Regions from separate parts of the Arachis hypogaea genome. Here region 2 is linked to region 1. A link is a contact called in public Hi-C data. All regions are on one chromosome and are shown on one strand. The core of a region is the stretch at or near the end of the contact, and the rest is flanking DNA. Distances in the headings are between cores, read along the strand shown.

Evidence for each region. Hi-C and Micro-C count contacts between places; a contact is called where the count stands out from the background.
Region 2: a Hi-C map of leaf shows a contact between it and region 1, with 1.6 times the contacts expected there. The contact joins the promoter of LOC112786056 here to the promoter of LOC112783007 in region 1. A contact is called at or near these places in 2 of 8 Hi-C or Micro-C datasets (both in leaf).

The regions. Positions count from the first base shown.
Region 1 is chr20:99,838,491-99,846,216 of arahy.Tifrunner.gnm2.J5K5, forward strand. It overlaps LOC112783007, which reads right to left and starts at 2,746. Exons shown (of 2, transcript XM_025825726.2): 1 at 2,413-2,746; 2 at 67-1,841. The coding sequence starts at 1,807. The coding sequence ends at 248.
Region 2 is chr20:99,988,377-99,996,102 of arahy.Tifrunner.gnm2.J5K5, forward strand. LOC112786056 reads right to left here and starts at 4,324. Exons shown (of 1, transcript XM_025829480.1): 1 at 3,188-4,324. The coding sequence starts at 4,324. The coding sequence ends at 3,188.

The DNA.
Region 1 (7,726 bases), core at 1,496-3,995:
CCAAGTAACAATCTTACTGATGAGCATTGACTATGAAAATATCGCCCTTTTTTCACACAAGCAACGAAGAAATGAACATAGAGGACTGCATCAATTACCAATTAAGCTGTTCGATCCTAGTTCAACAGCAGTACAAAAGAAAGACCGTACTATATAATGTTCATATTTTGTTGATAACAGAGAAACGCAAAATTGATAATACCAAAAGATCTACAACACCAAACTGAATAGACGAGACACATCTTACTTAGGATGCTATAACAGCATGATGACGCCTGAACCCTGTAAAGGCTTGAAGAAGCTCTTTGTATCCATTCCTATAGTGCTCAAGTGAAATGCATAGCTGCCGGATTGCCTCCCTCTTCTCTTCATCTCTATCTGAGATCACAACCTTCTGCATAGTCACCTCTTTTTCAAGCTCTTCCACATTCATTTTCAACTCATCAATTAGGTTCTTTCTTGTTTCCGATACTGAAATCAACTCTGCGTTTTGTGCACGTAGCTGGGATAACTCTCTGTCCACTTCTGTAATTTGATTGTCCCGGAAGCTTAGCTCAGCCATAAGTTTGTCAATCTTGGCATTGGCTTCATCTCTTTCAGTTGTGAGCATGTCATACTTTTGCTTATGCTTGTCAAATTCCATATTAACAGCTTCTACATCATGTCTTCTCTGATCAAGCTCTTCCTTCAAACAGCTGATTTCACCCTGCAAAGCCCTCTTTTCGGTAGCATGCTGCTCTTCTTCTTTCAATTTTTCGGTTTCAAATTGTATCAACTGCTTTTGCAAAAGATCGCCTCTAGCTTCACACTCCCGGAGTGTAGATCCCATCTCTTTTTGAATCGCTGACAAACTATGAATATTAGCTTGCATCTGATCTCTCTCCCAAGTGATTTGTGCCTTGGAAGTAAGCATTTCATCCTTCAATTTTTTCATCTCACGTGCATGCTTTGTTTCATTAGCTTTGTAACATGAAATTCTGCCCTCAAGCTGCAGAATCTGCTTTCTCCTAGAACCAAGCTGGCATTCTAATGTGGCTGTGTTTTCCTTTGCCACTTCAAGCTGTGCCTGCAACTCATGCGTGTCAGATGACCTACTCTGGAGTTCCTCTCTTAACCTTTCAAGTTCATCATTTGAGGTCTTAAGCTGTTCTTTTGCTGCCTCCAGCTGTTCCACCAAATTTGCAATCTTGTTGTAACAATCTGGAACATGAGTTTCCAATTCGGCTGTTTGCTTTTGCAACTCCAGTACCTGTCCTTTTTCGCATTCAAGATCATTCACTTTCACTTTTAATTCTTTCCGCACACTGTCAAGCTCATCTTTCAACTGGAGAATCTCCTGTTCCGAGAGTGAAAGTTTTAAGTTGGAAACTTTAAGCTCTTCCTCAGTTTTATTGAATTTGCTGACCAACTCTTCATAATTTCTATTCTGTCCCATCAGAAAGCTATCTGTTTTATCCTCCCCAAGTTTATGACTGTGTTGCTCTGCATCAGTATCAGGAAATTCTTGCATCTTAATACCTTTAGGCAGCCCTTTTTCATCAGTATTCACAGGTGTCTCATGGATGTCAGTTCCAGATAGACTAAAAGATTCTGTCTCCGAATCTGAGGATGTCGAGGAAGACGATCCAGGCTCCTCCTTCACAGAAGTCCCGAAGCTATCAACACCTGAGCCTGGAGACGAGAAGTCAATATTGACAGGTTCAGGGCCAGACTCTGGTAAACTTGGTTTCTGATGTGGTGTATAATACGGTGTCGCCTCCACACCCTTTTGGTTAAAATCTAAATCAGAATTATCAGAACCTTCCATCTAAAGTTTTGGGGGCTAAATCTATGGCAGGAACCTGCATGGGAAGGGAAACCAAATTTCCCAAAGGACTAAGATTTCTTATTCAATTATCAGGAATCAACAAGGATAAATGTCATGCGATTCAAACCATTTTTTTAAAAAGAAAAATCAATAATATGAATAAATAAAAATCTCAGATTGCAAATCCAGCTCTTTGCATAAAGTCCAAAACCCTAAAGAGAGATAGCAAGAGAAACATATCTGGAAAATTTAGAATCTCCACGCCTCTCATGTCATGTCATGTCATTACAAAGCCTAAAGCTAGAACTCATTGACCAAGATTAAAGAAAACCAAGAAAAAAGATGCATATTTATTGTTTTCCAGATTAATCCATTATTAACATAAACCGAAGTACAGTCCTGACTCTGTGTTCAACAGCATATTCCAAATTTTGGAAATGAAGTAAGGTTAGCTTTAAGTCAAGAACCTCCAATCAGAGAGTAAATAACCAATCAAGAACAGAAAATCACGATTCATCCGTCGCAAAATGAATTGTACAAGCGTATAATAATAACAACAACAACAACAACACTCCGAAGAAATGTATGATTTTGCGATGACTAACCTGGTGCGGAAATTGAAGCGATGGAAAAGACTGGGATTTGAGGGAAACAAACGAGAGTAAGGAACTGATGCTACTGATTACTAAATTGTGAATGTGAATGTGAATGCGAATGTCTTAGGATTAGGGAAGTGATGGGCACAAGAAAGAAAAATGGAAGAAAAAGGGTTAAGAGAAAAAATAAGAAAGCAAGTGGGTTTAGAAATGAGAAGGAAGAGAGAGTCTCGCACACTGAGCCAAAACGGAAAATGCCGACCAACTTCAGACACGTGGCCCCCTAATTTCTGGCCATCACCAAATCAGTTATCCCGCCTCTTTCATTTCCTCAAATTTCAATTCTCTCTCCCTCTTCCTTAATCCCTCTTTTGTCCCCTTTCGGTAGGGTATGCATGATCCGACTCGACTCGAAAATCTGATCCGGCCCCGAATATTTTAGAAATTATTTTGATGTGATTTTATCGGATTTAGAGTCGGATAAAGTTTAAAAAATAGATCCGGTCATTATTTTGGGTCGGGTTCGGACCATAATTCGGGTCACCTGAAGTCGATCCGGTGGTCCGGTCATCATACACAATTAATATTTTGTGTTATTAGTGATGAATGATGGTTATTCTTATGTGAAATTTAAGTATTGTAATATTTTGTGTTATTAGTTATTATAAGACTATAAGTTAATGTTTTATTTTTAAAATGCATAAGATTTTAGACTAATGTATAATATTGTGTTATTTATATTGATTTAAATATTTGGTGTTATTAGACAATATTAGTATTGATTATGGTTGTTATGCTTTAATTTTAGAGAAGAGTTGGTTCTTGTTATATTATTCTAAGTGAATTTTACCATGCAAATAATGGTTGGAGTCTTAGAAATTTGGATATTTTCACATGCTAGCTTATAAAAAAGTATCAAGATAATGTAGTGTTAATGGCCCAGTTTTTACCCAGTTTTTACCCGGTTTAATCGTAGCCCGAAAGTGTATAGATTTCATCGGGTCTAGAGTCGAGTTCGAGTCTAATAAATAGACCCGATATATATTTCGGGTCGGATCTGAATCACATCAAATCCGGTTTCACCAGACCCATGCACACCCCTACCTCTCAGAACAGAAATAGATCATCTCAATTTTTCTAATCTTTTTGTAAAGGGTAATTTTTTATATTATTTAATATTTTTTTTACATATTTTTTTTGTCTTACTAAAAAATGTATAATAAAAAACTACACTTTGAAAAAATAAAAATATTAAGAATATCTATTTCTTTCGACCCTGCTTTTTTTCATGGGTTCATCCCAAACTACTACTTTTTATTTGTTTTGGTAGGTTTGTTAGGTTAGGAACATGTCTGGGAACTCATAAGGTCTATTATAAAACAAAAATAATCATTTTTCAACTCAACTAATAATCAAAACTAACATACAGTTTATACGTTAAAGTATTCATGATTATAAGCACAATAATGCTCGAAAATTAAGTTAATTATTCAACTAAATCTAATTAAATTGGTATAACCTAATTGACATCACGTGTCATTATTTTTAACTACTTTTTGACTAAATACACTACTATATGTAATTGTTTTTTGACAATTTCTTTCTCTGCGTACTTCATTTTTTTTTTCTAATTTCTTTGCGGACTTCTTCTCCTCCTCTTCTTCATTTTCCTTCATCTTCTTCTTTTATTATTGTCGTTGTCACCACCACACCATCACCTCCATCTCCTCCTCCTTCTCATCCTCTTTTTTTTTTTCATTTGAATTTCTTCTATATCCTCCTTCCTTTTCCTTCTCCTCCATTGTCATTATGGTTATCGTTATTGTCATCATCGTCGTCTTCTTCTTTTACATGTATAACAGTTCAAATCCAAAATGCACCGAAATTTTTTAATGATGACGACACACAAACAAACTCAATTTAAAACAAGTTTAAACCAGAATGCACCGAAATTAAATCAAGAATACACCGAAATTACTAAATGATAATTCAAAACTCCTCTTCCCCCTTTTTCATTATCATCATTTTCTTCTTCTTCTTCTCCTCTTCTTCCTCTTTTTTTCTCGTCTTTCTCCTTTGTTATCGTCGTCGTCACCACCACCACCACCTCCATCTCCTCCTCCTCCTTCTTTTCTCATTTAAATTTCTTCGTCTCCTCCTTTCTTTTTCTCCTCTTCTTCCTCCATCATCATTATTATCATCATCGTTATCGTTATTGTTATTATCATTGTCTTCTTTTTATATGTATAACAATTCAAATCCAGAATGTACCAAAATTTTTTAATGATGATGACACACAAACAAACTCAGTTTAAAACAAGTTAAGATCAGAATGCAACAAAGTTAAATCATGCACCGAACTCAAAACTCCTCCTCCTCCTTCTTCTTCATCATTATCATCATCATCTTCTTCTTCATCATTATCATCATCTTCTACTTGTCTTATTCATCATCTTCTTCTTGTTTTATCTTCTCATTATTCTTCTGGTTTTATTTTCTTAACAACAATAAAAACAAAAAAATCAAATAAAGAAGAAAAAGAAGAAACACATAATGGTGAAAAATTACTAGAAAGAGGAGGAGGATGAAAAAGAAAAAATGCAATAACAACAACAGCAATAAAAGAGCGATTATGAGAAGAAAACAAGCGAAGAAGAAGAAGAAGGAATGCGAAAAAGAAGGAGGAGAAACGCAAAGAAGAAAGAGAAGAAGAAGAAGGAGGAGGAGGAGGAGAGGAATGCAAGAATATTCACGTAGTTGAAGCGTGTATTCACGCTCTAACTAATAAAATTGATTTTTATTAGATTTGGACCAACTTAGTTATACTTAATTGTCAAAAAGACTTGGATGTATATCATGATTCGTTAATATTCAAACATAACATACCCCATAATTGTTGTATGCTTGATTATTCAAAAAAAATTATATAAACTAGTGTATTAATCCACCTTTTTATAATGACGATGATAATAATAATAAGGGGTAAGTATTTTTTTTGTCCCTAATATTTAAATTAGAATCAAAATCGTCCCTAACGTAATTTTTTATTTAGAATCGTCCTTAACGTTTTATTTCGTATTAAAATCGTCCTTTTAACTTTTTACGGACAAAAATACCCTCTAGCACTACCAGTACCTTTACCACCACCACCACCTCCCTTACTCCACCACTACCACCTCCCTTACTCCCATCAAATACTAATAATCAGATTCAAGAACACTAACAATAACATATTATTTAAGTTCAGAAACAACAACATCAAATTCAACAACAAAATCAATACACAACAATAATAAAATCAGAAAAATAATAAATCAAAATCAAAATCAGAAGTAGAAGCAAAGCAGAAACAAAGCAAAAGCAAAAGAAGACACAGACGCAAAAGCTGAAGAAGAAGCATATACAGAAGCAGAATAAGAAGCAGATGTAGAAGGCGAAGTAGAAGAAGAAGCAGAAGCAGATGCAGAAGCAGAATCAGAAGTAGATGCAGAAGAAGAAGCAGATGCAGAAGCCGAAGTAGAACCACCAGCGCCGCCCTTGCCTCTTCCCCTTCCGTCACCGCCTCGCGCTTCGTCCTTTCTTCTTCCTCGCGCATCTCCCTCTCTTCATTGTTCTGCTTCCCCGACGGGAGCTCGTGGGCGAATCGGCAGCGACGACTCAACGGCGTGGTTTCCCTCCAAGGCCCGATGACGATGCGACGACGGCAGCGAGCCCTAGTAGCGCCGATGCATCTCCTTTCCCTCTTCTCTTCTCTCCCATCGCAGCCCCTCTTTCCTTTCTTCTTTCTTTCTTTCTTTTCGATTTTCGTCAAAGCTGCTGACGGCGACGGCGTCTTCAAGTTTCGCCGGCGTCATCCCCCATCCCCCCTTCCCCCTCTCCCTTTCCCCTTTTCCTCCCCCCTCTCGCGCCTTTTCCCTTTTCCTTTTCCTTTTTCCTTTCTCCCCTCCCCCTCGCGTTTTTTTCTTTTTTTTTTTTAATTTTATAATTTTTTTATTTATTAAAATAGGGTAATTTAGTAATAAAATTAAAAATTTTATTAAAAAAAGACGATTTTAATATGAAAATAAAACGTTAAGAATGATTCTAAATTAAAAATTACATTGAAGACTGTTTCGATTCTGACCCTAAACGTTAGGGACAAAAAAATACTTACCCCTAAAAATAATGATGATGATAAATTTAAAATTAGTTAAGATAGTATGTAACAAAAGATTTTACTTTATAAATTATATATAATGAATAACATTTTGATAAAATAATTTGAGCATTAAACTATTCTTATATTTTTTTTATATAATAGATAAATAATAGATAGAAGATAGATAAGAGTATTCAAATAAATTTAATTTTTTAAGTGTTTTTTATTAAAAAAAAATCCAAATTTGGTTAAATAATTCAAAGAGGCGTTTAATATTTACTGTCAACAGGATGTACCGTGTGTTTTCACTTTTCAAGGGTATTTCGGTAATACAAATAGTGGTATTTGTAGATCCGATTAGATATGGCAAAAATTTCAATCTAATTTGCACTAAATTTGTCGGACCGAATTCAATATTTGAACTTTTTATGCTCGTATCCAATCTAATCCGATGTGCGGATCAAATCGGATCGGATATAATATATATCCACAAAATAAAAAATATTAAAAAAACTTGTTTCTATAAAAAAGTTAATAAAATAATTTTTCATTTTAATAAAGTCTATTTTTCCATTCGGATTTTTTATTTTAATAAATAAAATAAATGTAATATTTACAAAAATAAATATTTTTTAGAGAATTTACCGATTTAAATTCCCTTGCCATATCTTGTTTACAGTGTAAACGAGATATGGCCCGTTCACGCCTATATATAGAAGTCGTTTACAGCTGACTTCCAGACTCCAGTTTGACTTTGTCAACATCTTTCTCTCCTCTTTTAACCCTTTCTGACTATACCTTTGACCCAAGCGGTGATGGCGCACCAAGTGGGGAATGACAGGGACATAAACAGGCTGAACGAGACGATACATGATGCTGGGGCGGCCGACTTCGAGGTTAGTTTCATTATGGTTGTTAAATTTAATGATGTTGCCATTGTTAGGGTAGTCATGAAGATCTGGAACGTTGGTATATGAGTTAGGAGTTAGGTCTGTAGGGTTAATTTAGAACTCTATCCACTTGTGCTAGGTTTAGGGTGCCGGTAGACTGGATGCACATACAGGGCCCACTCAATGCTAGCAGCGGCACACTCGGCAAGTGCGTGCCGGCACAGATAGTGGAGAGACTGGAATAAACCGGAATCACATGTGCCCTCCGATAGCCGAACCCGAAATGAACCATGAC
Region 2 (7,726 bases), core at 3,074-5,573, 150 kb after region 1:
GAGGTAGGATGGAGTGGGAGTAGCACGATGAGGTTGGTGTCTAGTTGAGTAAGCGGTCGGGTGACATCTTTGCAGCGCCGGAATCCTTGCAGTTGTTGTGGCGCCACCAATATGATGGTAGAGGGGAGGTAATGATGGTGAGAGAAGAGAAGGATGAGATGATGGAGGATGAGATTAAAAGGGTTTGGGGTTAAATTAAAATTTTTGAGTGAATTGGAGTTAAAATTTAGATTTTGGTTAAGGATAGAATTGGAAGAAAATAATTGATTAATTATTGATTGTTTAAAAAATTTGCAGGATAAAATTAAAATTTATTGAAATGTTAAAAATAAGATTGAATCAAATTAAATATTAAAAATAATTTTAAAAAATTTTAAAAATATTAAAAATAAAAAATATGTTTTATTCTTAATTTTATATATTATTATATTTTACACACACTGAAAAATGAAAAGGGTGAAGTAACCTACTAGTATCGACATTGAGATGATGGTTGAAGAATGAAGATGACCCGTCGCAATAAAAAAGTGAATTATTTTTTTTTTTTGAGAAATGCTATTTGTACACTAAAATTAGCTATTAAAATTAGCTACCAATGTTTTTTTTTTTGAATTAAAAAGTGCTCAACACAACAAGGTGGAGCAAACAGAGATAAGAAACATAAGACAACTTAAATAAAAGCCATCAACCCCTCGTCATTTTCAATGTTGCCATCAACAACCAAAAGGAGTACCACCAAGCCACTCGTCGGATAGCGAAAAGGACCTATTGATGATTTCCACCACTTCTGAGCCATGATTATTGAAGACACGATCATTTCTTTCCAGCCAAATTGCCCAGATTACAGCAAAGAATCCAATCAACCACCTCTTTCTCTCAACCTTTCTATGTGAAGCATGCGCCCAGCTCTCAAAATGTTGCTTCAGTGTTTCTGGTACGGCCCAGGACCTTCCAAGGGCGAATAGCCATGCACACCACACCTGCCAAGTGAGCTCACAGCCAAGAAACAGATGGATAGCTGACTCAACAGTCTTGCAACATAAAGGACACATATTATTGAGCTGGCCAATAACCCCTAGCCTAGGAAGCCTTTCTTTAGTATTCACCCTCCCAATCAAGACAAACCAAGAGAACAGTTCAACCCTTTGCGGGACGAAGCCCCTCCAAATAACACTAGTGAAGCTATAGCTAGTTATTTTCTCTGGGAGGACTGCTTCCTACAACCCCTTCACAAAGGAGTTAGTTGAGAAAATACCAGTTCTGTCAAATTTCCAAACCACCTTATCCTCTCTCTCCGTTGTTAGCTTAACCGAGTGTAGTATCTCGTGGAGGTGATTCAAAAGTTTCAGCTCCCACTAAAACACCTGTCTCCTCTACTGGAAGCTCCATATTCACTCCAACCCATCCCAAAACCTGCAGTCCCCTATAACAGAACCTTTAAGATTCGAGACCGAGAAAAGTCTTGGAAAAAAATCTTTCAAGACCCCATCAGGGAGCCAGACGTGCTCCCAGAACCAGGTTGTTCTGCCGTTCCCAACCTCCATTGATAGGCCTCTGATCATCGTCTCTCTAACTTGTGGCTCTCTTATTTGAAGCTGATAGATATCCTTCCAAGGACCCCCTCTTTTGGGAACAGGTTGCCCATGCAGCATCTCAGAAGGATTCATGCTATTACAAGAACAAACCACTTTCTTCCAAAGGGGGCACTCCTCTTTCGAAAACCGCCACCACCACTTAAACAGAAGAGCAGTATTCCGAAGCACTGCATCTCCTACTCCCAAACCACCCACCTTTTTAAGCGCCATTACTCCCTCCCACCTCACTAGTGGCATCCCCATCCTCCCATCCTCTTTACTCCACAAGAATCGACGTTGTAAGGAAATCAATTTCTCTGCTACTGCCTTTGGCATCTTGTACAAGCTCAGATAGTATATAGGCAAGCTATTAAGGACAGATTTTATGAGCACCAGCTTACCCGCCTTATTGAGTGTCTTTGCTTTTCACAGGCTCAGTTTGTCTTCCACCTTATTAATCACTGGTTGCCACGTTTTCACAAGCCTCGGATTCGCTCCCAATGAGATGCCCAAGTACCGAACAGGGAGGGCTGCCTCCTTACAATCCAGCAAGCAACATATCTTCCGCGTCCATAGCTGTTCACAGTTAACCGGAATGAAACTTGACTTCTCAAAATTAATACTCAACCCCGACATCAGCTCAAAGCACCGCAGTAGACGCTTGTAATTCTTTATGGTCGCTTCCTCTGGAGGGCAAAAAAGAATAGTATCGTCTGCAAACTGTAAGTGTGACAACTCAATGTTATCCCGTCCAACCAAGAGCGGAAGTATACGGCCATTCCTCACCGCCTCTCCGATCATTCGATGAAGAACATCAACAACTAACACAAACAGAAAGGGCGATAAAGGGTCTCCTTGTCGTAACCCCCTTTCCATTTTGAAAGGCTTAGTGGGAGCTCCATTGATAAGAACTGACATGGACGCAGAACATACACACCCCTTGATCCACCTCCGCCAACGATATCCAAAACCCATCTTCTGCAGAACGATATCGACAAAACTCCATTTGACCCGATCATACGCCTTCTGAAAATCCAGTTTAATAATTGCAGAGCTTCGTCTTCTGGACTTTAGCCAATGCACAGTTTCACACGCTATCAAAGCCTCGTCGTGGATTTTCCTGCCCTGCACAAAAGCACTTTGAGTCTCGCCTACTAAACCTGGCATCACATGTCGCATCCTTTGAACCATCACCTTAGATATGACCTTATAAACGTACCCCACCATACTAATCGGCCGAAGATCTTTTATCTCTGTAGCTCCGACGAACTTCGGTGCCAGCGCCACCCAAGTGACGTTCGAGTCCCTAGGTAGCATAGCTGATTGGAAGAACCCCAACACTGCTTCCGTGAATTCCCTCCCAATCTCTGCCTAACACTTTTTTATGAAATTCATGTTATACCCATCACTACCAGGAGCTTTTGAAGACCCATAATCCCACACTGCAGCCTTTATTTCTTCTACACTTGACATCAACTCCAGCTCTGCTGCCTCCTCCCCAATTATTCGCCTAATCAGCCCATCCCGGATCCCAATATTAGGTGAAGGTTCCTGGTGATACAACTCTTTATAGAAATCTCTTATAGCTACCTTGATCCGTGCTTGATTCCTTACTACTCTCCCATGGATCCGTAAGGCTTCAATTCGATTGTTCTCCTACGAGCCGATGCGAGATTATGAAAGTATCTAGTGTTTTTATCCATCTCCTTAGCATTCCTAGACCGTGACATCTGCTTCCAGTGGATTTCCTTTCTGATATACCATTTCTTACAAGAGCTCACAAGCGCCTTCCTTCTCGCCTCCATTGTTCCATCATATACTCCATGACTCACCATATCATCTACCTTCCTGATCTCCTCCTCAAACTTGTTAATCCTTATGTCCAGATCACCAAACTGCTCTCTATGCCATCTCCCCAGTGGGGCCGTCATAGCCTTCAATTTATCCATGAACTGAATCTCCCTGAGACTCCTCCATTCCTCCTTTACCATCCTCAAAAACCCATCGTGAGTAAACCATGAATCCAGGCTCCGAAACGGTCTCGGCTCCCCTCCCAACCTAGTTACGTTCATAATCATTGGACAATGGTCTGACAGCCCTCTTGGACTTCCTTGTAACCTTGTTTTAGGAAATTCTTCCAACCATTCCAAACTAACCAAGACCCTGTCAATACGACTACATGATTGGCCCCGGAACCATGTGAACCGCCTATCAGATAAAACTAGATCCATCAGCTCCATATCATGAACCCAAGATTTAAACTCTGCTACAGACCATGGCAGAGACGTGGCCCCCAGTCGTTCTTCCACTTGGACAATCTCGTTAAAATCCCCCATAAAACAGAACAGTACCTGGCATAAGCCGGACAAGAAGCTTAGCTCTTCCCACACTACAAGCTTTTCCTCCCTATCATGTTCACCATACACCAAACAGAACGCACACCGAAAATTATTCTTTAACAACACTCCATCCACACATAGCCACCTAGCTCCTTTATAGCAACTACTTAAGTTAAAAACCGTGCTATCCCACATCAATAACAGGCCGCCAGAAGCACCTTCTGCCTCCACAAACTCCCAACCCACTCCATCATTACCCCACAACTGCACAACCTCAAATTTAGTCATCACCTCTTTCTTTGTCTCTATTAAGCCTAGCACATGCACATTGAACTTCTTTCTAAAATTTTTGACCATACTCAATTTTTCAGTCCCCGCCAACCCCCGAACATTCCAGGATGCAAAAGTCATTTTAAAACAGTAGTACACACCTATTTTCTATTTTTTGGACGACTTCTTCTAGCCTTTTCTTTCTGTTTAGCCAGCTTCTTCCTCAAAGCGATCTTCTCATTCTGTGCCTGGAATATCGCCATTATATCCTCTTCCTCATCATAAGGCAGCGCTCCAGATTCCACCGCCAGGGTCCAAGCATTTCTATTTTCTTGTATTTCTTCTGCTCTTTTGGTGCCAGACGTTTCCGAATCACCGTCGCTTTCTTCAACATGTGGGTCAGGCTCGAAACCTGCCAGCAATACTCCCTCCCCCGATCCCTCTGTCACCAACGTCACCGACAGACTGGCCGCTGCACCGGTAACTGGGTCAGCCGCTGCATTACCTTTTGCCAAGCTCTCTTGGCACTATAACCCCCCAGCGCATTGTGCTACTATAGCTACACCCAATTCCTCAGCAATACCACGTTCCCCTACTACTCGGTCATTATCACACTTCCAATCGGTTACCATAATTTTATCATCCTCGCCGTACCCATCAAGCCCAAACTGAACCCCCACGCCATGTCCAACCTTCCCCTTTTCACCCAAATCCCCAGCCACAATAATCCGCCCCGCCCTTCCATCTGTGCCAATCTCCTCAACCACCACCAGGGGCTTCGGTTGCTTAGCAGCAGCCAGGCTGCCTGCCAACACCCGAAGCGGCTTCCCCCTCCCACCATAGGCAAATCGCGCCTTCCTCGTGCACCACCGTAGGTGCCAACCGCGAGCACCCTAACGCGTCCCCTGGACCAACCCTTTCCTCTCGTCTCACCTCCTTGCACGCTGCATGCCCTTCCATGGCTCCTGCAGAGTCATCGGCATATTGTTGGTAGGCACCACTTATTGACCACGTGCCCTCACTCACAGAGACCTCAGACTGGACCTGACCCACTGCCTGTGCCACTTGACAATCAGCCTGGCCCAACTCCCGCCTCCTCACACACCCATCAAGTGGGCTACCAAACTACAAGCCCAATTGAACATCCTTAGAATTCGTTGAACCGTTTTGGGCTACCCCACTAGAAGGAGTCACGTGAACTTCACTTGGACCCACCCATCTCCTACCACTAGTGACGTCCCCTTCAGCCACCTCCCTCCCCGTTGCCAGATCCCAGGACAAAGTCCTCTCTGAGTCAGCGCCCTCATCGTTCGGTGAAGACTCCGCACATTTAGCCTTCGTCACACTGGAAATAACTGCCTTGGTTGTACCTCTCTTCGGTTCAAAATTTAAAAGTTTGTTACTCCACTCATTCAAAATCTCCGAGAAAATTACAACTCGACCCTTCACCGGCTCGTCCTCCCTTGCTGTCCCCGCCATCAACTCCGCCGCTGCATCCCAGCTCACCCTTTGCTCATGACCCCGAGCATCCTCAACAGTACATCCACGACCTCCAGTAGCACAACCTCCTCCAATAACGAGGCCCCGGTTACCTCCCCTACCAACATTCGTCTCATGATCCAGGGAAGCATAGGCTCCACTCCCCACCTCTGTGACAAATGTATCAAACATATCCGTTCCAACAGAGATACCAATTCGTTCATGAATTACCTCATACCTGGCCGTATCAATCAACACACGTCCCACGCTGAAAGACACTCCCGATATTGTTGCTGGATCATAACTCACCACCTCTCCCTACTGTTCACCAATTAATCGGAACGTATCTTCAGACCATACATGAACGATATCCCACTGCATTCGATCCAGACTCTTCTCCTATCACACCGGTCAGTCTCACTCCAACGACAAACACGATAGAAAAATTTCAGGAGGCCATTCATAGTAAACGTTAGAGCCTCATCCGCCCGGCAGTTACTATCGAAAATTAGCAAGGCTTTGTGAGCCCCCAACTCACAAACCTACACCACATGGGGCCACTCCCGTCGAGCTATGGCGTTCAACCGGCTGTAATCAATAGCTTTCCAAGTACTACCAACAATGCTCCGCCGCAACCAGTCCATATTGCTTTCTACCAGTGAAGCCTTAATGACCCGTACCCCCGTGTCCTCTGTACCCTTCGGCCAACACCGTTGCTGAGGATCACTCTTAATTACGTCCAACTGAACCTTGTCCAAATTGACATTTGACTCACACTCGACCACCCTGGCTACCCCAGAATTTCCCTCCTTATCAACAGAGTTCCCACAAACAACCACCCTCTTGTCAGCACCCAACCTCGTACCAGCACTGTCCTGGCCTTTACTCCCCTTGGAGTCACCCCTCCGGAATCTAGCCTCACTAACAAAAATCTCATTTTCCCGTAAGCGCATTCGGTTCATATCCGAGATTGCCTTCAATGCTCCACCTTTCGTAGTATACCGGATAAACGCAAACAAGTACACCAAGCTACCCCTTGTCTTCCTAGATAAGTAAATGTCGTTGATCCTCCCTGTCCAAGAGAACAATCCAAACAACTCCCGCTTCGATATGTCTCCCAGTAGTCTGTCCACGAAGATGGTGAAAGAGTCCTGTTCCAATTGAAGAAACTTTTCTCGATTCCAAACTCTTGGATCCTGAACTAGATGTTGAGTATGCACAGGCCGACCCTGCCTGGTGTTTCCCCACTCCCCACACTCTCTCGCTCTCATGATCTCTCACAATCTTTCTTCATCACTAGCTACCAATGTATTTATATATAAATATATGTGTGATTTAATTTATTTTCATAGTATATTTGTATTTCAATATATATTTTATAATGGTGGCTGGTTTTAGTGTACACGTAACATAACCCATTTTTTTTTGTATTCACATTATAAATTATTTGACTATTTAAATGATAATCGTAGAAAGTAGTAATAATATATCAATATATAATTAAATGCGTGAAAAATATTTTTATATTAATATATTAAAATTAAATTTTATATATTAATATATTATAGACACTAATTTATTAATTTATTTTTTTATTTATTATAATAAATTTAATAAATATATTTTATAAAAAAATTACATACTAAATGTCTCTCCATTTTCGTCATATATAAGATAGAGTTTATATATCATGCCTATAATTATAGTGACCATAAGATATATAAATTTTATTAAAACTAATGTTACACTTTGTTTATATTTTAGTAATATTTTGTATTTTTAAATTAAAAAATTATTATATAATAAAAAATATTATTTTAATTTTAACAATATTCTTAAGATACTACTATAATATAAATATTATAGCATTCACCCATATATAATATATATAGGAAAAACTTTACGTATATCAGCTACTATTTTAGAAGATCAAAATTTCAAGTGGGATCCGATTGCTTGTAATTTATTTGTCGTGTAATTTTGTTGTAATGTACAAGACTAACCTTATTATGAGAGAGAAAAAGATAAAATTGGTCATCTAGTGTTATGTGGCTCGACATGATT